Regions from separate parts of the Mus musculus genome. Here region 1 is linked to region 2. Evidence: chromatin contacts called from public promoter capture Hi-C data. All regions are on one chromosome and are shown on one strand. Each heading gives the region's core, a stretch centred on a gene start, on an enhancer-like site or on the middle of the called end of the contact. The rest is flanking DNA. Distances are from core to core; before and after follow the strand shown. Region 1 overlaps Tbxas1 (thromboxane A synthase 1, platelet). Region 2 overlaps Hipk2 (homeodomain interacting protein kinase 2).

Evidence for each region. Capture Hi-C pulls out chosen DNA fragments and counts their contacts.
Region 1: a promoter capture Hi-C map of adipose tissue shows a contact between it and region 2. The contact joins two enhancer-like sites. A contact is called at or near these places in 1 of 484 Hi-C or Micro-C datasets (spermatogonial stem cells), 1 of 115 datasets of contacts at active chromatin or transcription factors (pancreatic cancer cells) and 2 of 9 other capture datasets (adipose tissue and liver).

What each region holds. Positions count from the first base shown.
Region 1 is chr6:38,971,836-38,976,636 of GRCm38.p6, reverse strand. All of the region lies in intron 3 of Tbxas1 (thromboxane A synthase 1, platelet), which reads right to left. Among named protein-coding and RNA genes, the nearest start is that of Gm52859, 8.3 kb to the right of the region's middle. Within about 2 kb of position 2,591, at least 80 of the 459 cell types and tissues checked have an H3K27ac peak or open chromatin away from gene starts, as enhancers often do. A contact at or near this core is called in adipose tissue, where this site is marked.
Region 2 is chr6:38,822,298-38,827,456 of GRCm38.p6, reverse strand. The region is part of intron 1 of Hipk2 (homeodomain interacting protein kinase 2); the gene reads left to right. Among named protein-coding and RNA genes, the nearest start is that of Hipk2, 51 kb to the left of the region's middle. Within about 2 kb of position 3,511, at least 37 of the 459 cell types and tissues checked have an H3K27ac peak or open chromatin away from gene starts, as enhancers often do. A contact at or near this core is called in adipose tissue, where this site is marked.

The sequences.
Region 1 (4,801 bases), core at 1,342-3,841, 150 kb before region 2:
AAGCTTGGGTGGGCCCCAGAAACCTACAATAAATACTTGCTCTCAGATTCTGATGCAAGAACATGGGGCCACCCTCCCACAACAGCACTGAGAACCTTAGCAGCTGGCTAAAACCAAGAACGGAGCATTCAAAGAAAGATGGGCCCCACCCAGGCCTACCAGGCCCTAGTCTTGGGCAGGAGTGGGACCAGTCACCTCTTATTTTAACAAGCTCCCTGGGGATTCTGATGCCATGGACAATGAACAGACTGGGACCCCGCCCTGATCTATGAACAGAGGACAATGCCCATTTGTATTTCCCCAAATCCTTAGATGTAAAAGAAAACTAGTTAGACTCTGGGAGACACTCATATTTTGGCAAGATATTTGTATTGAGTTTCTTATGATCAAAATAATTTTGTACACCCTTTGAATTTTTTTTTAAAAAGCAAAATAATACTTGTATATTCTGGTGGAAGGAGCCGCCACGGGAGTCTTTCCATATTTTTCTAGTAATATTACTAATGCTAAAACCAATTTTGCAACAATTCCTTTAGAATTGCCTCAGAGCTGCTTTATGAACCTCGGGAGGAAACTGGCCCCATTTTACATGTAAATTGTGTAATCTTGTGAATTTATGCTTATAAAAATGCTCATCTGTAGTTTGAGGAGCTCCTGGCAAGATCTTAAATAGAGAAAAATGTATTTTACTTCCAGAGTTGCGGCCTTCCTTTCTGGAGTCTGGAATGGCTCTACCACATGAGTCTGCTTACCACTTCTCCTGGGGAAGCCGCCCTCCCACCCTACGGAGTTCAGAAATCTGCTCTCTGTGTTTTTTTTAGTATGCACTTTGGTTTAAATGTCTCCACAAAAACCTTCCCTGTATTTAATCTTCATCGGGAGGGATGCCTTCAGAGGTGTATACAGGCAGGCCCTTCAGGGGCTAATTAGACCACAAAGGCTAAGAATAGATGGGTTAATGGGTGACACTGAGAGCAGATCCGTTATAAAGGCCACTTTGGTACACCATCTCCAGGGTGAACTCTTTTCACCATGTGGTGTTTTGTATCATCTTAGGACTCTGCGTGGAATGTCCATGTGCATCTGGTCAGAGCCTCTCTGCCTCCAGTATTGTGAGTTGGAGAAACCTTTCTTCTTTATAACTCATTCAGTCTGAAGTGTTTGGTGATAGCAAAAGGAAACAGAATGAATGGTATGTATTTTCCTGCCCCCTGTTTCCTGCTCCCTGAGGTGGTGTGCTCAGCAGGTGGGAGCCATGCTCACCTGTCACCTGTTGTGGGGGACAGTTTTAGACACAAACTCTTCAGACTATGTTGCAGCTGAAACCTGGGAGTAAAATCTAGGTGATTATTATAATTCCCTATTGATTTAATCCTATCAATCCTATTAATTTAGAAGGAAATACGATTCTTGAAAGTGAAGCCAATAGGGTGCAAAGAAACGTCCCAAACCATGAAACTGGTCAGTGATGTGTGGCTAGGTTGTGGGTCTTCCTCAGAACCTTTGTGGTCACAGTCATTAGCACTGGTGCTTGCTTCCTGCCTGGCTCTGAGCCTCCTACACTAGTTCCACCACCACATTAAGTTTTGAAGAAAATGGAAGAGGAAGCCATCCTACTCACTTCTAGAACAGGAAACTAAGACTTGCCCAAGACAAGGACCGTCTGACCCTGCCTCAGAGGTGTCCGTCTCTCCAAGATGGCCAACCTTCCCTTTCTCCCCAGACTAGCCTGGTCTGTGAAATCCAGAGCAAGCAGGTGTGCAAAGGGGCCAGGCAGATTCCAGCCATATTGTCTGTATCGTTCCCCCCCCTCAGCTAACTGTGTCTTTTAAAGGTGCAGTTGGAGAACAGATTCTTGCTTAATGGACCAGAAACTCCTTTCCAGCCTAATGAAGGAGGTGAGGGCTCACTCCCCGCTAATCCAAGTTGCACGTTGACTACTATAGGGGCAAGAAATTCATAACCAATTATTCATTTATATTTATTTATGCACATAATAATGTGCTTATTCAACCCCAAAGCACCTGGTTGAAGAGAAAATGTAGGCGAACCAATGAAGTATTGTGCAGTTAAAAATAACACTTATTTGACTTGCTTAATTGGTGGTTTTCTTTTATTTTTCTCTTAAAACACACACACACACACAAAACCACCACTGACCAGTCTAACCAAAATAGCACTGGTGCCTTCTTTCTGGGAATCATGACAAGCAAGACTGTTAGCATTAGCCTGGGGGCTGCCTGGCCTTGTTCCAGAAGGCCTACCTCTGGTAGAGGTGACCAAACTATGGGGCTGTTCACGGGATAGCAGTGGGGACATGTCACTCAAAGTCATATGGAAAGGCCCAGGCTCCACAACTAGATGGAAGTGTGCCTTGTAAAAATAGCACTGTGGGCCTGTTAATAAATAACAGTCAACTCCAGCATTAATTAGTACATTCAAGAAGTGTTTATTGAGCACATACTCTGCCAGGCACCCAGCTGACAAATTCTTGCAAGTCTGGAGAAAAATATACTGGGTGTGTATCTGAAGCAGAGAATTGTGGCCACTTCCCCTTTTCTCAGTCGTTGTTTCTTTAATGTCTCAGGATTTTGAAGTGTGTTCGTGACTTTTTGGAAGAAGTAGGAAGTGGGGTGTTGCTGGGTTGGCCTACTGAGGCTGTCAGGGGTCAGGGCTGAGGTGACAGTGCTGTGTCTTTGGGCACTGGAGCCTTGGGGACTCAGATCCAGGCCTTGTTTGTAATTAATAGCTCTGCTACCTTGAACAAATCATGTCTACTTTGAGGTCATGGTGAAGGTCAGCAGGAAGTTGGTCAGCAATGAAGCTGCTATTAGTGTGGACAGTGAACGGTGATGGCCCCTGACTATGAGAAATGAACTTATGGGTGCCCATGAGGGGATGAGCAGGTTCCCGATAAAGGCCTGACACCCCCACATCAGCAGAAGGGATCTGAACATGTGCATGATTGACAGGACCTGCCATGCACCACTAGACACCAGGTATCTAACAAATCCATGCCTTGGCAACAGCCGCCTTACTTCCTAGCAGTAAAAGATGCTACACGGCAGTCGCTGTCAGGGCCTCCACCTCACCTTGGCCAGATACAGAAATATCAGGAAGCCCCACGGGAAAAGGTGGCCGTGTGCTCTGGCAATGAATGCGACTCACAAATTCCAAGAAGTCCAGAGAAAGTTAATGAGAGTTAGCTGCTCTTGGACATTTGGCTTAAGCAGCGACTCCTGGACTCACAGCTACCCTGGGTTAGCAGCTTCCCCTGGGTTAATGGCCCCTGGGCTAGCTGCTCCTCTTGGTATGGCAGCCCCTCAGTGCTAGAGAGAAGCTATAATTTCCATATTACAAGTGGAAGGTACTGGAATCACTTTCTAACCCTCATGCCAACTGTATTTGAGCTTTGCTGCTTTTACTTGCAGTGGCTCTCAGCAGGGTGGTGGGTGGTTGGGTGGGGGTGGGCATCTGTTTCTACAAGGCCAATTCCCACGAAGGCCAAACCTACCTTCAGGGGACAGAAGGTGAGTATGTCACTGCACTCTCTGTAAGCTCTGATGGGTTTCCATTATTTGAAACAAGTGCCAGTTCCTTGGCCTTTAACCAGAGCCCTTCTGTTTTCCTACCAAAGTTCATGGATTCCTTTACAGCATCTGGTGAGCCAAAAGAATTACTTACCACTCTTGTTCTCTGAGTTGCTAGGTCCAACAATAAGACTCATGTTCTAACAACATAGTTGTCAGTTAAAGGGACACCCTTTCTACTGACCCCCTGACTGTCTTCCTAGCTTGTGTAACTCCTCTCTGGGGCTAGCATACAGTCTTAGATCGAGAGGGACAAAGTGTCACTGTGGGGAGTTGGATGCATAGAATCCTCAAACCACCTTTGACCTCAAGCCAAGGCTTCTGCCAAAATATCATCTCAACCAGTTTCCATGCTGTGGAGATCCTGAGATGGGTTTCCCAGAGGTCTCCTCAGGGAATGGTCTGCCATCTACTGCAGAGACAGCTAGTGCTATTCCTTCAGCTATAGGAAGCATTGACACCTGAAAGCCAGCATCCACTGACAGTAGATGTGTCTGACCATTTTGTCCTGTCTGGAGAGGACCCTGACAGCTCCTGTCTTCCTCCCATCGCAGACAGGTAGGTATCCTCGCAGACATGCCATCCCCCAAGCCCGTCTCATCGTCAGTCAGGAGTACAGCCTGCAAGACCTGCTTTAAACAACTCCATAGCTTTGAGTAAAGACAATCACCAGCATCCTGAGCCTAGAAGCCAGGACTCTATTGTGTGATGAGCTGTGGACCATCTCTGTCTCCTTTAACAGCAGCTTTCTGCATCCTTCCCCACCGCTCCTGTCTTCAAGACTTTCCCTGATGGTTCTTACCAAGTAGAGTTCACCTTCCCTTTTGTTCCTTATGCTTCCCACAAGGCCACAGTCAAGTGCCAACTCCCCCCAAAAGCTTTAGTGCTCGCAGCCTGAACCCCATGTTCCATTCCTGCTCTGTTTTGGGAGTACTATCATTTCCTACCAAGATCTCTCATGCACCTTGGACAGTGTCTTAGTTAGGGTTCTATTGCTCTGAAGAGACACCACGACCAAGGTAACTCTTGTAAAGGAAAACATTCCACTGGGGCTGGCTTACAGTTTCAGAAGTTTAGACCACCCTCATCCTGGTGGGAAGCACGGCAACACACAGGCAGACATGGTGCTGGGGAAGGAACTGAGAGTTCTACATCTTGATCTGCAGGCAGCAGAAGAAGACTGCAAGCCACACTGGGAGTGGCTTGGACAT
Region 2 (5,159 bases), core at 2,262-4,761:
GAACTGTGCTGTTTACTTCGGCAGTTGTCCTTTTAAATTGGCATTGGACTTTATGCTATGAGACTTTTAAGCTCCTTTAGGTCAATGGTGATGCCTTTTTCTTTTTTCTTTTTTTCTTTTCTTTGACATGGTCTCTTACTTTGTACTGGCTTCCAGTTCAGCGATATGTTTATCTTTGCCTCCTGGGTGCTTAGATTAAAGGCATGTGATACCATGCCCAGCTAATGGCGATGCTGTAGACATTTTTGTATTTTCCTTCTACCCCATGCCAGTCTTATAAAGAGAAGACCTGTAATGCAGACCAGATGATTGACTTAGTTTATTTTCCAGATGCTCAGCGCTGCTGCAATCGTATTGCTGCTGTCATTATCAGTAAGGATTCTGAAGAACTTGTGGTTAATTTTACACTGCTCAAGTGGAGTCATATCATGTATCTAACATTATACAACTAGTGCATAAACACTCTCTGATTGAAAATGATATAAAAGCCCCAAAAGATATTTAGTACTCACTGTTTTGAAAATCTGTCACTTAGAAACAGGTAACCTGAAATTGCTTCACACTCTTTTAAAATACAAACCTGACACACAGGATAATTATTACAGTTATGAATATTCTGTAGTATATCAATGAAGAATTTTTTCTAATACTCTTCAATCCTCTGAGGCATTAAATAATCACAAGTTTATCAAGGGCTATACAAATTTTCCCTTATCTAGGTGTTTAAAAATTTCCATTTGATACATAATTCCTTTTAGGGGAAGAGTGGGAGGTTTTGAGACAGGGTTTCTCTGTGTAGCCCTGGCTATCTTCTGTAGACCAGGCTAGCCTCAGACTACCTCTGCCTCCCAAGTGCTGAGATTAAAGGCATACCCCACTACACTCAGCCATAGACATATATTTCTAACATTGATTTATAACTTATATCTTATGTGCAAAATATGATATAGAAGACAGGATATTCTATTAAGTATGGGAATGAATTATTTTTATTATGTATTATAGGGAAACAAAATAACATTGTAACTTTCATCAGATACTCATTATTCAGGCAGTATATGCCTGGAAGGTTTTAGAAAGTGAAGAGGTTAGTACCTCTCGTGGGGATCTGGACTCTATGCTCTTTAACTATGTAACTGGATTTTGAGTGGCAATCTATTTCATATCTGCCAAGCCTAAATTAAACCTTAAATACTGATAAAAAATGATGCCTATTTTTACTTATAATTCCTTCTCTTGAGCTTTGCTGAGTTCAATGAAACTGAGTTCAATGAAAAAAATTAATCATATATAACCCTCACTTATCCCTGTAGTTTCACCAGAGTCTGATCTTCCAGTAGATAATTTGGGTGGTGAAATGGAAAGGAAATGTACTCACATGTGAAGCAACTTTTAGTTCATCCAATTGTGAAATAAAAAGTTATGAAGAAACTAAGCAAATATGTTAGGAAAAATACACTAAGTAAGCCAGTCTTTTAACAAATGTCATTTTTAAATATAGTAGGTTAAAAACTCAAGATCATGAAAACTTTTAGCTTTTTAGGTGAGTATGACAACCAACACTTGTAATCCCAACACTGAGTTGAAGTGTTGAAGGCCAGATGGTCCTACTTGAAGCTAGCTTAGCTATATAGCAAGACCCTGACTCAAAGAGGCAGAAAAAGTTGCCTACAACTCTGAAAGGGTTTCTCATTAAACCTTCAAGACTAAGAAAGACAACGAGCCACAGAGTTGTCCAGGCTTGAGCTTCAAATCAGGGTCTGATTTTGCCCCTATTCCAGGAGCCCACACCATGACCTGATGTCACAGCTTTCAACTCATCCCTGTGTGAGGAGATTGTGTGGGGCATGTGTTAATGGGATGAGCATACCACGATAATCAGACTCCCAAAGACACTTCTCCCAGAGCCACATGTGCACTGGTGCTTGCTAATTTACAATCTGAAGAATGGTCCATGATTTTATACAGAGGCTGGAGTCGAGTGTGATGGAAGTTTGTGGGCATCCATGGCACCCATGAAAAGACTACAAGGCAGATGCTTTGAAACCCGGGTTTATTGTAGATACGTTTTAATGTGAAGTGGGCATTTGCGGGGAACCTAAAGAGCAGTTCATCTTCATTGTTTAAACATGCAGGTTACCAAAAGGCACTTGAAACCTTTGGGACCTGGGTTTGTTTGGTACATAAGACAGTTTTGTCTTTGTTGTAGTGATAAGGAATGACTTAAAATGTTCACTGTCATTCTGTGTGACTGTTTTTAATCAGGTTTATAGGCACTACTTTTTATTTGTCATGAAGTGAGGAATTTATTGCATACAGTTGAGATGTAAGTTAGCTACATTTCTAGTGAGTTTGTAAGTATATCTCTTTTATTGGTAGTTTGTCCATAAGCCCAGAAATATGGAAAGATGTGTTCAATGCTCATGCCTTTGGCCTGCTTAAGAGCCAGAGGCATGGTAGTGAGAATACTCCTTTGTAGACACTTCACCCTATGTATCAGCAATCACTGGATATACAGCCATTATGTAGGGTTTTATCTTGAGAGGCCACCGAGGCTTTTATAGAAAGGTCTGGATGGGCTATACCTCTAAGGAGCAGGTGTAATTATTGCAGATTTATTGTGTTATTCCCTGGGTCCTCCATACTGCCCTTCAGGGAGTTAAACCTATCCTTGCTAGTAGGGGTCAGAGCCACGTTTTCTTCTAAGAGCCCAAGAGGAGACACGGAGATTGAAATTTTATATAGGATCAAACTGAAGATGTCCAGTCAGCGCCTGCCATTTCTGAGGGGAAGTTATTACTATTATTATTTGTGTGTATAGGAGGTCAGTAGTCCTTGAAGAGTACAGGGGTCAAACCATAAAGAAATGAGAGGAAACATTTAGCTTTTCCTTTAGAGTGGAAAACATACAGGTCTCCCCCACCTCTTCCCTGTCCCTTGCCTTAGGGATCTGAACAAATGGAATGGCAGGGGTTGTGGGCTTAACAAAGAGAGCTAAACTAACCAGGAAGGGTTGTTCCAGAAAAGACTTCCAAGGAGAGATGTTTAGACATAAGTTTGATTATGGATGTGAGATTATTTTAAAATGAAGCTACAAACTGCCAGTGTTTTGTTCCTTATAAAGATTTTAGGGCTTAAAAAAATCATCCTTAGTGACTTTCTTTAGCTATATTTTGTTTGAGCATTCTCCTTCCCACATCCACAGGAAGATGGACCATGCCATAGAACAAAGGTAAAAAGGTTGTTGGAAATGTTAGTTCTAGTTCTTGGAATAGTGGCTGTTGACCTCAGCAGTGACCACAGCAGCCCCAGCCAGAGTCTGAGGCAGCTGCTGGCCACAATGATGGGTATAGAGAGGTTCCAGCCATGCAGGTCTCCTTGCTGATCCTGGGCATCTGTCACCCAAGGCAGCCAGTGATTATTTCAACAGTTTATGACCCTTGGCTATCATCCCAATAACAAATAAGTCATAAGCTACCCTCTTCCCCTTTGTAAAATTCCACTCTGCAATGTGGCCTCTCTACCAAGAACTTCTAAAACACTGAGGACAGGGACCAGTGCCTCTGAAGCTCTGTGTGTAATCAGCTTATTTCTTCTTTTCCCCTCCTACTCTCCCTTTCCTTAGTAACTTGAGTGAGAAGCAGGAGACAGTCAAAGGACAGAGCTGAAGTAGATAGATGTTAATTTTGCTTAGTCTCTTCTGTTCATAGGTAGCTTAAAGCCAAGGATTGCTCTCTTCTGTATTACTTCAAGGGTATCAGACCTTTTGACATTGTAACAAAATGCCATTTGCAAATGTGTTGGAGCAAATTCATTAGTGTACTGGAACACATGAAGCCAGCAGGCCACAGGTTGAACTTGTCTGGCTTATAGCATGTGTAACTATATGAATATTTAAGTGATATTAGTAAGTAGAGAATAACTACTTTTTGTGCTATGGTATTAGGAAAATATTGACATAAAAGTAGGTGAAAAGTATGGTTGCATAACAAACCAAAATAACCATGTCAAACAGTAATCATGTCAGACATACACAGGCATATTAGTCATAGTGCCCAGGTGAACATACACAGACATACAGACATACAGACATACAGACATACACAGGCATATTAGTCATAGTACCCAGGTGAACCTTGGAGTCAGCTTTCAAACCAGAAGGGAAGTCTCACCGTAAAGGCAGATTCAGAGGAGAGTTTAGGCTAAGACCAGACCTGCCTCCAGGACGTCAGAGCACATGCTGCCATAGCACAGGCAGAGCATGACTGTCCAGCCAGCGCAGGAGCCGAACAGCCTCTGCCTTGGTATTGTTTTTCATTCTAGAGTATTTGTTTTGAGTCAGGGTCTTTTTTCTTCCTCCTCCTCCTCCTCCTCCTCCCCCTGCTCCTTCTTCTCCTCCTCTTCTTCCTTTTTTGTTTTTTTCGAGACAGGGTTTCTCTGTGTAGCCTTGGCTGTCCTGGAACTCACTCTGTAGACCAGGCTGGCCTCAAACTCAGAGATCCGCCTGCCTCTGCCTCCCAAGTGCTGGGATAAAAGGCGTGCGCTACCACGCCCGGGTTGAGTCAGGGTCTTAATGGGTGGTCCAGAATAGTCTCCAGTTCTTAAATCCTCTCTCTTAGCCTTTCAATCACTGAAAGTTTAGTCATGTACACCATATCTGGTCTTCTCCCTTGCGTCTTAAAAAAGTCTTTATTTGGGTTAAATTGGGCCTCTAAACTGCGTGGTCTTTAGTTGAGAGAAGCAATGACTTCATGGCAGAAGGTAAAAAGTACTGGGGAGTGAATGAAGCAAGTGCAGGAGGTATGCTATTCTAGAAAAAGGGGTGAGGCCGGTCTAGAGTTGAGATTTCTGGAGGATCAGTGGTCGAAGATGAAGCTAAATGGTTGAATGGGAATCAGGATGTGTGTTAACACTTCAGCTTTATCTCCTGGGCACCAAGGAGCCACCAGAAGCTTTTGGACAGAGGAACAATGCTTAGAAGTTTATGTAGTAAGACAAATCTGCGGGCCAGATACAGGCACATTAGCGCTCATTCCAGTGACCAGGATCCTATATTTACTTTAGGGTTGCTTTTGAAAAGTAATGAGGATTTCAGCTATGGGAGTGGCAAAATGAACAGAAATTAAAAAGTTGAAAATGAGACATGTTGCCTTATATAG